4 separate regions of the Mus musculus genome follow, and regions 1, 2 and 4 are each linked to region 3. A link is a contact called in public HiCAR-type, Micro-C and promoter capture Hi-C data. All regions are on one chromosome and are shown on one strand. The core of a region is the stretch at or near the end of the contact, and the rest is flanking DNA. Distances in the headings are between cores, read along the strand shown.

Region 1 (3,049 bases), core at 332-2,831, 1.3 Mb after region 3:
AGCAAGAACTACAAGACCTGCACCGCCAGCAGGTCCAGCCTATCAAGCCTGCTCTTTTGAGAAACTACCCTCAGCAAGAGAATGGGTAGTTAAAAGGCTACCTGCGGTGAAGGTGAAGACTGGAGAGGAGGGAACTCTCTGAAGTTGGTTGCTGATGTAATTAATCATCCTTCTTCAGAAAGGGAGGCAAAACCCAATTAAGAAAACCCCTAGTAACGTTACCAGTTTATTCTAGTATGTAACAGTTAATAATTTATAGCATAGTTGATCAGTATCGCTCCTGCAGGAAAGAGGTGAAATTCTTAAAAGGAAAGGAAAATGCACAATTAAGCAACGGTTTCTTTTAAAACTTGGAAGCTTCGGTGAGAAGCAAACGTCGTTTTTTAGGCATTTGAGGGGAAGGCAAACTGTGGAGAGGCCACACCTTGTGGCCTTTGGGCCTGCATGGCTGTCACAGCAGCAGCAGCAGCTGAAGTGTATTCTCTAGGGGCGAAGGCAGAAAGTCTGGCCGGGTTCCTCCAGAGCTGGAAGTCTGGCTCTTGCAAACATCTCCCAGCGCCCTCCTGGCCAAGCACAGCACCAGAGGAAACAAAAACTTAAAAAAAACAATTTGCGCAGGGAACAATGCGACGGAGTTTCGCTTTGGTTTCACACTCAAGTCTAAATGTGGTTATAATTTTCAGGCACGCACTCATAAAAGGCAAGAGTCGAGGCAGAGACTTTTAGGATGCGGAGAAGAGCCCCGCGTCTGTTCTCAAGCGTGCCGTAGGCTACACAAAAGTCGTGGGAAAGCAAAAATACAGATGTTTCCAGGCAAACGGCCCAAAGCTGTTCAGCCTCAACCATCACGGTCTCCAAACAACCAGAAACACACCCAAAGCGGTTCCCCCTGCACATGAGTGTAGGACTCTGAGTGGCGTGGGGTGTGCCTGGCCACCCTTCCAGCCCCGACCCACTCGCGCGCCCCGCCGCTGAGAGCCTTGGCGATGAGGGTTCAAATCTCACTGGCTCCTCGGTACCCTCACCCCGCCGTGGTACACGCTAAGCTTCAGTCCCTTCCTAACTCTCCCGCACCCAGTGTATAACAAAGGAGGTTCCGTAATGGATGTGCGATCGCTGCCCACAGGGACTAGGAGAGGGAGACCCGGGGGAAGAATGCACCTGGCCGTGCCACCCGCGGTACCCTCGAGGGCCAGGCGGCTTGACTGCGCCAGGCGCTGGACAAAGAGGCCTCGCGGGGCGTCAGGGGTGCAGGGAGGGAGGCTGGGGAGCGCAGCCCGCAGGGAACTCACCTTCGCAGCTGCTCGGCTGCGCTCCTCGTGGAGCAGAAGGGCGGCGAAGAGCAGCAGAAGCCAGACGCTGAGCCGGGGCCCCATGGTGGCGCGCCCGGGGCGGCAGGGGACCAGCAGAGACGGCGGGGAAATGCAGCCCAGTTCCCGTGGGCCACGGCGAGGTGCTCAGTCTCGGAGGGCCCGGGCGTGAGCCCTGCTCACCGTCCCGGGTGCGGTGACTCTGCGCAGAGACCTGAGCGCGCCGCCCGAGGAGCTCCCCAATTTGTTGGCGCTGCCCCCTCCCCTCGGCAGTGCGCGGGCGGCGTCTCCAAGGGGAGGACCCTGCGGCGCGGGTAAGAGGCGGAGGCTGCGCGCCGCTCGGGACTTGGTGTCGCAGGGAGTCCGAACGCCGGGGCTCTGCGCTCCGCACCCAGCTCCTCCCGCGCCCCGATTCCACGAGCCCCTTGGCTCGCCAATCCCGGGCAAGCACCAGCAAGGCACGCCGGGGCCGAGAGTCCGGCGCCCACGGAGCAGAGCCAGGCCGGCCTGGCCGCCGGTGTGCCACGGGCCAACGCTTCTTCAGGGGCCCATGCGCGCGGGCAGCAGCTCCTGACCCTGAGGTGAGAGCGACCCCCGGGAGGCACAGAGAGCCAGGCCCCAAGTCGCGGACCTGTAGCGCCGGAGTAGGCTGAGGCTGCGCGCTCCGTTGGATCGGAGCTGGGGGAATAGGGATCGCGCTGCATGGGCTGAGGAGCTCCAGGCAGGGCCTACGGAGAAGAATCTCCCTTTTTCTGTCTCCTGATGGGACAGAACTTTGGTCACCCCGCAAGGAAACGAGGGACATTATGCGGAGTCAGGGTGCTAAGATGACGATGCTCTCTCTGCCTGCCACCTTTGCTAACCCGCTTTGTCTCTTGCCTCCAGGTTAGGAAGGGATCGAGCCGAGTCTAGAGCTCAAAGACTGGGATCATGGACCGAGTGCGGTTCAAAGCGTCTGGCCCTCCCCTGCGAGGGTAAGTCGCCTTCTGCCTGGTCTCCTAGGTGAAGGGGACCTTGCATGCATATTTCAGGAGTTGACAAGTTGGGGCCCGCATGTTTTGGTCGCTTTCTTACCCTCCCTCCCTCTCCTGTGCAGGTGGCTGCTGCTAGCAACTGTGACAGTGGGACTCCTGGCTCAGAGCGTCTTGGGGGTAAGTACCGCTTGAACTCCACGGCGCTTGGAGTTCCGCGCCCGTGACGGGTTGGGACGCTCGCGGAGCCTCGTGGAAGACAGGCTCGTCGAGCCCACCTGAGTGTGCGTGTGCATTGTAGGTGTGTGCTACTGTGTCTGCCAGCCGCTCGTCCCGTGCAGTGCAGGAGTCGGCCCTCTCTAGGGAGCTAATAATTAAAACGTAGCCTCAGGCACCTTTTGCTGCCAAGCTTTGGCCTTAGCAGCAAGGGAAGAATGTCTATCACTAGGCCACGAGGCGCACGGACAGAGGGGGCTGGGAGCAAAGAGTTTCCAGAAACTCAGAGGTGGTGTCCAGGCACTGTGGTGGGCAGAGAGCATCTTGCTTAAATATGAGTCTCTGGGGAGGGGCGGGGCAAGGAGGAGACAGCCTCCTGCTTTAAGGTTGTTCGGGGACAAAGGGATAGAAACCGCGGTCTCTTCCAAACCTTGAGTAGGCCCTGAAGAGCCACAGACCAGAGGGAGGCCTGTGGTCCCTGGCTTCTGTGACTTGTTTACTGTACCTGTTGCTCCTTGAAAGACCAAACCAGGCCTGCCAGAACAGCCTTTG
Region 2 (2,856 bases), core at 172-2,671, 1.0 Mb after region 3:
GACCCGGACGACTGACTCTTGCTGCGAGGCCGGAACTCGAAGAGCTCTTTGAGTGCCTTCATAGCTTCTAGGATGGTCTCATGGATGTTCTGCGCCACCACCGAGTCGTCGGCTTGCATCCACAGCTCCCCGGGACCGGTGACGGCCGAACGGCCCACCTCGATGAAGAAGAAGCTGTCCGAGTGGCCGCAGCGGCGAATGTTCATAAGCTGCAGCGTCACCGACGGCTGTTCGCAATTGAGCTTCACGAAGCCGATGGTGCGCGCAGACAGGCATAGGCGGTATACACCAGTCAGGTTCTTGCTCTGGCCCAGTCCCTTAGGTTTCAGGTTCACCTGCCACACCTCGCGGTAGACGGCCGTGGCGGGTGTCACGAGCCCGTAGTTGTCATCGCAGCCAGCGGCGCCCGCTGAGCCGCCCAGGACGCCCGGGAGAGAGGCGCTGCAAGAGCCTCCGGTGGTGCCCGAGCCCCCCTCGCCAGAGCGGCCTTCGCTGACCAAGTCGGTGAGTGCGCGGTACCAGCCCTCCTGCTCCTGCTCGTTCTCCGCCGCTACAGCGAAGTACTCGTCCTTGGTGTAGAGGGCGATCAGGTACTTGTGCTTGGCGTCCGCGCGCTTGTTGATGTTCAGACAGCAGTCGAGCGCGATCACTCGCTTCGGCGCGCCCGCCTTGCTCCTCCACTTCTTCTCGCTCTCGTAGTACTCCAGCCGCGGAGGCTGCGGCGGCGACCCCCCAGCCGCGGATGCCTCGTCGCCGCCCGTGCCGGGGCCGCGCAACACGAAAAAGCGCTTGTGGCCGTGCTTCTGCTTGCGCAGGTAGCCGCACTTGCGCACGCTGTGGTTGTTGTTGTTGTTGTTGTTATTGAGGTTCGGGCCGTCCCCGCCCGCCGACGCGGGGGGCCCAGGCAGGGGCGCGCTAGCCATCGCCGCCGCTTCAGGTCTCTCTGCCCGGCTGGGCGAACAGGGGATGGCGAGGGCCGAGGGGCGCGGGCGGGGGCGGCTCCCCGCCACCCGTCGCCCGGCCGCCCGGCCACGCGCGCGCGTCCCCCGGGCCCAGGCGGTGGGCTAGGAGGCGCGCGCGGCTCGGTGGCGCAGGGCCCTCCGCCGCTCCGAAGGATGCTCGGTGCGGGCGATGGCCACCCCCCCGCTTCGACTGTCCGCTGCCGCTGCTTCCCGGGCTCTCGGGCGGCGCCCGGGGACTGGCTGGCTGGGTCGAGAGTCGGGGTCCCCGAGTCGCGGGGCCGAGCTTAGAACGCGCGCGGCCCGTCTGCTGCCACCGTTCTGCACTGCGCGACGACGGTCTGCGTCCGGACACTCGGGGCCCACACTGCCACTGGGGCCGCTGCTGCCGTTGCTGCCGCTGCTGCTGCTGCCACCAACGACGACCCGGGCTTGTCGCGGTCCCCGCCGCACAGTGAGTAACACATCGCGCACCGAGTGACTGAACTAAGAGCAAAACAACACGTGACTCTGCGTTACGCAGGCACACTCGCGCGGACGCCCCGCCCCGCAGCCCTGCATTGGCGCCGCGTTCCCCGACGGACAGCGAGACGGACCAATGAGCGTGAGGCACGGGGGGGGGGGGGAGGCGGACCGACACCGGGCTGCGTTTCCCGCCGTCCCCTCCCTCCCCCTCTCCGAGGCCGGGCCGGGGCTCGGCGGGGGCCGGGCCGGGCTCATTAATCAGGGGCTCGTTGTGGATGCGGGCGGGGGCGATGCCACCCAAGGCGGGAAGCCCGCCGTGGAGAAGGCGGGTGCGGGGTTTGTGCTCCCGCCTCGCGTCCCACTAACTGGCCCCAGGCTTCCGCCGCGGAGGGGGAACGGGGGCGGGAGGTCGGATCTGGTGCGGGGCGGCGGTCGGACCCCAGCAGCCGGGGTGGGCGCGCGGCGCAGGGCGGTGCCCGCTGTGGGTGGCAGGCGCGCGGCCCGGCTTGTTTACGAGCATCGTTGCCCGCGAGCTCCGGGTCGATGGCAGCTCGGTGCCTTTTCCCGGCGGCGAGCCGATCGAGGGGCGCCCCGGAACCCGCCCCACCCTCCGCAGGCGTCCGCCCCCGGCCGTGGGCTCTTTCCGGGGCGTCATCAGAGCCATTCACTTGTCAGGTTCCCGGGAAGTGGAAGTCGCCTGTTCTGGATGTAATAGGAGAGAGGAGGAGGGCGTGCTGGCGTAGGAAAATGCGGTTTCCATAGTGCCGGGAAAGGGCGGGCCTGGGCGGGAGCGGGGAGCTGGGAGCGAGTGCTGGCGGGCGTCCTCCCCACGCCCCGCGCCCTCACCGCTCCCGGCCCGCGCCCCAAACCGTGTTCACCCAGCACCCGGGCTATGGGCGGGCGTCGCCGAACCTAGGAGCGCGGCCGCGGGCACAGCGCCAAGCCAAAGATGCCCTTGAACTGCTGCTTTGAATTTCTCTATCTACGTGGCCTTTGTGACTTTCAAAGTCGAGGGCAAATAAGCACCTGCATGTCTTCTCTCCTAACTGACAGCGTGAGGGCCGCTAGGAAGGGCAATGGTCCGCGCTCACGGAAGGCGGGCTTGGAACCCTGCTCTGGATGCGTAAACAAAACAAACCCTTGCCCATCTAGGGAGAAAGTATCTAAATGAAACAATTCAGGACCAGAGTTTATCTTACAATTTAACCTTGGTTATTTTGTTCTGAGTCCTGGAAGTTCGCGGTGGAATGCCCTGCATAATTTACAAATCATTGTAGCAATTACAATGACATGTTTAAGAAAAATAATTGCACAGTGTGATTCTGAAGACCATAGATGCTTTACCCTTTGTGTAAACTGTGCCTTAAACACCCTAATGATGAATTTGTGCCAAGATAACCCAAGCCGATATTGGACCTGCTCTGTTTTTAGC
Region 3 (2,883 bases), core at 186-2,685:
CTAAGAAATCTAAGAGCCCTCACTGTAAAGGAGCTGTTTTTGTGTGAACTCTGTGGGCGTTGTACAGTGGTGCCTGCTAGCCAGAAGGAGGCTTCTTGACAAACTTTTTTGGAAGAAGCAGTGGCCATTGATGCACAGTGACAACCACTACCTGAACCAACACTGGACACTTATTCTAAAATGACCTGGACTCAGATTGGTCTGGGCTTTAAGTTGAGGAGTTTGGCCATGAAGTTCTTTGCCTTATAGAGCAGAGAAGGCAAAGGGCATCTTATAGCCCAGCTAGATAATTCCCTCTGGATAATTATACAGAACAGGAAGAAGGTGCCGTCCTTTGGTCTTGCACTTCTTCGAGTCATTTAATTTCTGTATGTGATTTGGTAATAACACATACCTGAGATATGTGCTTGATTTTGAAGCCGGGTTTTGCTCTGGAGCCCAGGCTAACCCTGAACCCACAATCCTCCTGTCTCAGCTTATCATGTGGTGGAATTCTAATCCTACCATTAAGTCTCATGAGGGAGGGCCAGGGGCAGAAGCTGGATGGGTGGTGGGGAAGCCTCCCTCTGGAATCCTTGCTGCTGTGTGTCCTTGTTTCTGAGATTTTCTTCCTAAGCTTCTGAGGGAAGGCAGCATGAGGCAAAACCACTGCTCAGCAGCCCGAGGTTTAGACAAATGGAGTCTCGGCTAAGTGTTCAATGGCCTGTGCTGACTGAAGATAAACGGATGTTGAGGTACCAGGCTCCCAGCCAGCCTTCCAGACCAGGAAAGACTAAAATGAATGGAGCAGTGCCTTCATGTCACCAAGCCCAGGCACAGACTGAGGACATCCTGTGTCCATACCTGTGAAACGAGTGCCATCAATGTGGAGACTGTGTGTCAGCTCCTAGCGGGGTGGGGGTGGGGACTGAGTCTCTGCCATGCTTCCCTGTAATCCACCCCACATTTAAAGCTCCCCCACCCCACCCCCACCCACCCCCACCCCCGGTGTGGCCTTAAATAGAGCTGTAGCATGTTCTCTTCGTTGCCCCACCAAGACGAGAGCAGAGTTCAGATGGAGTTCAGTCACTCAGCTTTATGGCGCTCCATTTCATCTTCCACTGGGGAGCTGTTGGCTTCCTTGTCCGGCAGCCAAATGCAGTTCAGACTCAAGCACTGAGCTTATCTGACTTGTACATTAATTATCGTTTATTACACCACTAGGCCTTCAGTGTCCCCTTTCCCCTTCCTTAGAAGCCATGTGGCTCCAAGTAGACAGTTCTTAAGAGCACACTGAAGGGAAAGCACCTTCGATAAGCTTGTCTGGAGTGAGTCAGTCTGAACCCCAAGCTGCCCCCCCCCCCAGCCGCCGTGTCAGAGGCCTCGCATCTCCCACAAACAGGACTGTATTGAGATAGAATGAAACATCTTACAAAAACTGAAAGTGAAATGCGGAAGGCAGATTGAGCAATCCATGGAAGGCCAGAGCCAGAGAACCTACTTCAGGGTAGCAAAAGATGCAGAAGAAAGTCAGGAGAGCGCTCCTGGGGGAACCCAGCCCTGCCATGCTCTGAGGGCAGTCTCCCAGGACACAGATGACAGGAAATGACCCACCCCTGTGGTCACTTACTCCAAAGGCCTAGACCTTCAAAGTGCTCCTCGTGGAATGGATGAGTCTGCAAAGACCCTGCCACCACCGTGCCTCTGTTTTTGCTCCGAGAAAGGAGAAGATATGAAAGTGGGATATGATCCCATCACTCCGCAGAAGGAGGAGGGTGCCTGGTTTGGGATCTGCAGGGATGGAAGGCTGCTGGCTGCTACCCTCCTGCTGGCCCTGTTGTCCAGCAGTTTCACAGCGATGTCCTTGTACCAGTTGGCTGCCTTGCAAGCAGACCTGATGAACCTGCGCATGGAGCTGCAGAGCTACCGAGGTTCAGCAACACCAGCCGCCGCGGGTGCTCCAGAGTTGACCGCTGGAGTCAAAGTGAGTTCACCCCTCCTCTGCCTGTGCAGGAGCCCCAGGTATGCCACTCCACAGCTGTCCAGTAACGGACTGGTTGTCTCTTTTCCTAGCTCCTGACACCGGCAGCTCCTCGACCCCACAACTCCAGCCGCGGCCACAGGAACAGACGCGCTTTCCAGGGACCAGAGGAAACAGGTACGGCTGGGGCACAGCAGTTAAGAGCTGGGGCTGTGCTGTGCACACCTGCAAGCCGCCCGGCCGCGGTGAACGAAGCACTTTGTGTAGCTTTGTAGCAATTGCAATAAGCTGCGTGGCGTGCCTTGCCCTACACTGAGCAGGGTGTATGGATAGGAGGATCCCTGTGGGAGGTGACAAGACGACTAGGGTGCACGGATCTCTCGCACTGATGTGTGCTCAAGGACTTAGCCGCAGAGCTCTTCCTGTCACCGCAGTCACGTGACCGCCTGCATCCCAGACAAGAAGCCATTCCCTAGCATTTTCAGATTTCCCATGTTCTGGCCAAGTTCAGATGTGGACAAACCCTGCATTATGAGGTTTTACTAATTTTTTTTTTAAACACACGCGCGCGCACACACACACATTGTGGGGGCAGTTGCAAAACACACAGAAATGGCAAAGACTGTAATGCACCCTTTCCATATGCAACATAATTTCCGTGTAATCAGTCTGGTGTGGCTTCAGTGGTTGTTGTCCATTCCCCAGCGTTTTGCAGAGTTGGGAGTTACTGAAATGGACTTTTCTTCTTGCTTCATGAGGAAAAAAAGAAGCAATACTTGTTTGTTAACAATACAATTCAGCACACTCCTGATGTTGACTGCCTTTTTATTCTTATAAAAAAATTTTTACCTGATAGTCTGAGTGAAAAACAGCTTAAAAGCTATATAAACAACAAAAATTCTTGACTCTCTAAGTTACATGCC
Region 4 (2,847 bases), core at 89-2,588, 1.5 Mb after region 3:
TAGATGTTCCACACAGAATCCCGAACAATATTAACCCGTCTTCTCTGCTCCCTCCAGGCGACTGGCAGCCCAGCAAAGCAGGCACAAAGTTGGTGATATGGACCACTGTTGACTCTGTACCTTGTTCCCCTGAGCATGTGTACACAGACATCAAGAATGTGAAGAGGGGGCCTGGCCACCCGGCAAGGCTCCCGTCATCTGCCTTCACACTTAGGCTTCCAGGAACACAAAAGCAGCCGAGGAGGCCTGGAAATGAGTTGAACGGCTCCCGCCCCCACAGAGGGAATCAGCAAGTTCTCAGGCAGTGTTACAAAATCCCCTGCTGACCAACATTCCGGATTCATCATATCCTCGGCCTTGACGAAGAAAGTGGCTCCACCCACCAAATTGAAACAGCTAGCGGGGACACAGTTACCCTGTGCTGTGTCGGCCACACATCTATCGCTACTCCAGAAACATTAAGAGGTGTGGGGAAAGCTGACCAATTCTGCTTTCTCCTCTTACAAACCCAGAGCAGCAGGCAAGCCATTTAAGCCAAGCGTAGAGGCGGAGCTCTGTCGGAGGCTGGAAAAGGAGTCCAGAGTCTGACTAGTCTTGACTCTGAGATATTGCATTCATGAGTGCTCAGTGGCAGGTAGACAGCCTGAGAAAACTCGGAGGCTCTGCCTGCAACGCGGAGTAAAGACCAGAGCCAAAGGAAAGACAGGGAAAGTAGAAATCAGTCCATTTCCCACGGTGGCTAAGTAAGGAACGGGGAAGACAGAGGAGGGAGGGAAGCTCCCCAGACCTTCACTAACTCAGCTTGATCAGAATGTATTACATAGCCAACAGATTGATACGCGCAAGACAAGGAGTCAGGGATTAGGAGCGAGGCTTTTGAGTACATCACTCTTTTTTGGTTTTTCAAGACGGGTTTCTCTGTATAGCCCTGGCTGTCCTGGAACTCACTCTGTAGACCAGGGTGGCCTCGAACTCAGAAATCCTCCTGCCTCTGCCTCCCAAGTGCTGGGATTAAAGGCGTGCGCCACCACACTTTACACAACATAAAAAGTCAGAACTTGGGAGTTTCATACATTGGAAACCTCTCTCCCTGAAACTATACCATACTATTTCCGGGTTCGTTTGTTTCACTTAAAGTATCTTATTTCTTTATCATGGAAAAGGGAGAAGACAGAAGCAAATTAATCGGGAAAGTCCAAGACGAAGTTGTACACGCACTAAAAATAATTCACTACCTATCTTAAAAATGCCAGTACAGGAAGCTATTCCACTCACGTGACTTGCGCACCAGCCAAGACTCGGCACTGGGTAAATAACCGTGAGTCGAGGAGGCTGGGCGATTCCAACTCTACTTCCCAGTCGCCTTACATCCAGCAGAGTGGTCCAACGCTCTCTGACTCAGTTTCCTCGTTCATAAAGAAGTCGGTAATAGCAGCGGTGCTCAACTCCCAAGGCTGCTTTGTACACCAAAGGAGGGCACCCTGAGGGGGACATTAAAGCACCTAAGAAGCGAGAGTCGTACTGATCGGAGATCTCTCCCAGGATAACCCGAATCTTCGCGAAGACGCACAGAGTGCTGCTGAACTGGAGATTTTCTCAATCGGCAAAGCAAGGCAAGTGGGAACAGAGGTGCAATGAATGTCACAGCCCAAAGTGGAGACCCCGCGGCTGCCCACAGACGACTCCTCGACCCCGCAGAGCCCCGAAGCCCGCCTGTCCCGGCGGCGCCGCCCTCACCTGCGGTGTCCCATATGGAGATGTTGAAGGAACGCCACTGCTTCAGGTAGAAGGCGCCGCCCACGGTGCTGACCGTGTCCGGGAAGCGACGCTCCATGTAGCGCTGCAGCAGCGACGTTTTACCCACGTTCATGTCCCCCAGCAGTACGATCTTCCCATCCGGCTTCCGCATAGCCGCGGAGGAGATGACCCCTGCGCTTCTCGGTCACCCGCCCAGGATGCCAGGGGACGCGGACCCCGGCCTCCAGGGACCCCGAACTCTAGTGGCCCTGGCCTGAGATCCGAACTCGATGAAGTGCCAAAGAGGAAGCGCGCCACAGCTCTGTACCGGAGTGTGAACGCAGCCCTGCGACCACGTGGGTGCCCGGCCGCCACGCCCACCCCACGCCCCCTGGTCCGCCTAGGCCCCGCCCCCAGTCTTCTCCCAAGCCCCTTCCACACTCCCCATCACCCCTGCCTCGTTCCTATTACTCCCTATCTCTCCTTCCCCAAATTCCCTTTCTCTGCCTGCTAAATCTCAGCCCCACGCCCACCCCTCCCCATTCTTTCCCATTCCCCCTCCCTCAAGGACCGTCCTGCGTCCGTCCCTATAATCCCAAACTCCGTTCCTCCTTTATTTTTCTGCCCTTCCCAGAGCCCTGGCCCCTACCTCCCGCCCCAGCTCCTTCCCATACCTTCTCCAAGCCCTTCTCCAGCCCAGCCAGCCCTTTCCTGGAACCCCTCTCCACTGGCCCAACCCACGCCAGCCTCCCTCTTCCCGCACCCCTGACTCTAGCAGGGCTACAGTACCGCTTTTTTTTTTTTTTTTTACAGTCCCCACCCTTTGAAAGCCTGTATGTCGCCAAGTTTGGAGCCTAGGACCTGGGTCCTAAGGTGAAAGTTCCAGAGCGCCTTCCTTCGGACGCTCCAGTTCCTCCAAAAGCCCGGGTAGCCGCGGAGAGGCCCAGGACCTGGTGTTTGTCTAGTCACAGGCTCCCTTGGCTCTGTTTCGCTTCCCAGCCTGTGCCCAGCGCTCCTCCTCGGTGCACCTTGGTTGCACCCACACAGGTGGAGAGTTGCCTGGCTGGGAAAGTCCCTTGGAAGTCGGCTAAGATTTAAGGGAGAATGTGG

Evidence for each region. Promoter capture Hi-C pulls out the DNA fragments that hold promoters and counts their contacts. A called contact is a pair of places that touch in the nucleus more often than the background predicts. HiCAR-type assays count read pairs that join an accessible place to other places.
Region 1: a contact with region 3 is called in a HiCAR-type map of astrocytes, with 3 times the contacts expected there. The contact joins the promoter of Col4a2 here to the promoter of Tnfsf13b in region 3. A contact is called at or near these places in 3 of 39 promoter capture datasets (hippocampal neurons, liver and pre-B cells), 2 of 115 datasets of contacts at active chromatin or transcription factors (astrocytes and embryonic forebrain) and 2 of 9 other capture datasets (adipose tissue and liver).
Region 2: a contact with region 3 is called in a Micro-C map of embryonic stem cells, with 4 times the contacts expected there. The contact joins the promoter of Irs2 here to the promoter of Tnfsf13b in region 3. A contact is called at or near these places in 7 of 39 promoter capture datasets (the 3T3-L1 cell line, 3T3-L1-derived adipocytes, embryonic stem cells and 2 more), 1 of 484 Hi-C or Micro-C datasets (embryonic stem cells) and 5 of 115 datasets of contacts at active chromatin or transcription factors (T-cell acute lymphoblastic leukemia, embryonic forebrain, embryonic midbrain and 1 more).
Region 4: a contact with region 3 is called in a promoter capture Hi-C map of embryonic stem cells, with 5 times the contacts expected there. The contact joins the promoter of E230013L22Rik here to the promoter of Tnfsf13b in region 3. A contact is called at or near these places in 4 of 39 promoter capture datasets (embryonic stem cells, hippocampal neurons, liver and 1 more).

The regions. Positions count from the first base shown.
Region 1 is chr8:11,311,224-11,314,272 of GRCm38.p6, forward strand. It overlaps Col4a2 (collagen, type IV, alpha 2), which reads left to right and starts at 1,582. Exons shown (of 48, transcript NM_009932.4): 1 at 1,582-1,891; 2 at 2,196-2,284; 3 at 2,407-2,461. The coding sequence starts at 2,241. Col4a1 (collagen, type IV, alpha 1) reads right to left here and starts at 1,603. Exons shown (of 52, transcript NM_009931.2): 1 at 1,293-1,603. The coding sequence starts at 1,376.
Region 2 is chr8:11,007,508-11,010,363 of GRCm38.p6, forward strand. Irs2 (insulin receptor substrate 2) reads right to left here and starts at 1,422. Exons shown (of 2, transcript NM_001081212.2): 1 at 1-1,422. The coding sequence starts at 923. It overlaps 9530052E02Rik (RIKEN cDNA 9530052E02 gene), which reads left to right and starts at 343. Exons shown (of 5, transcript NR_046017.1): 1 at 343-504.
Region 3 is chr8:10,005,198-10,008,080 of GRCm38.p6, forward strand. Tnfsf13b (tumor necrosis factor (ligand) superfamily, member 13b) reads left to right here and starts at 1,436. Exons shown (of 7, transcript NM_033622.2): 1 at 1,436-1,963; 2 at 2,053-2,137. The coding sequence starts at 1,646.
Region 4 is chr8:11,476,591-11,479,437 of GRCm38.p6, forward strand. It overlaps E230013L22Rik (RIKEN cDNA E230013L22 gene), which reads left to right and starts at 1,339. Exons shown (of 2, transcript NR_126558.1): 1 at 1,339-2,093; 2 at 2,551-2,847. Rab20 (RAB20, member RAS oncogene family) reads right to left here and starts at 2,050. Exons shown (of 2, transcript NM_011227.2): 1 at 1,738-2,050. The coding sequence starts at 1,909.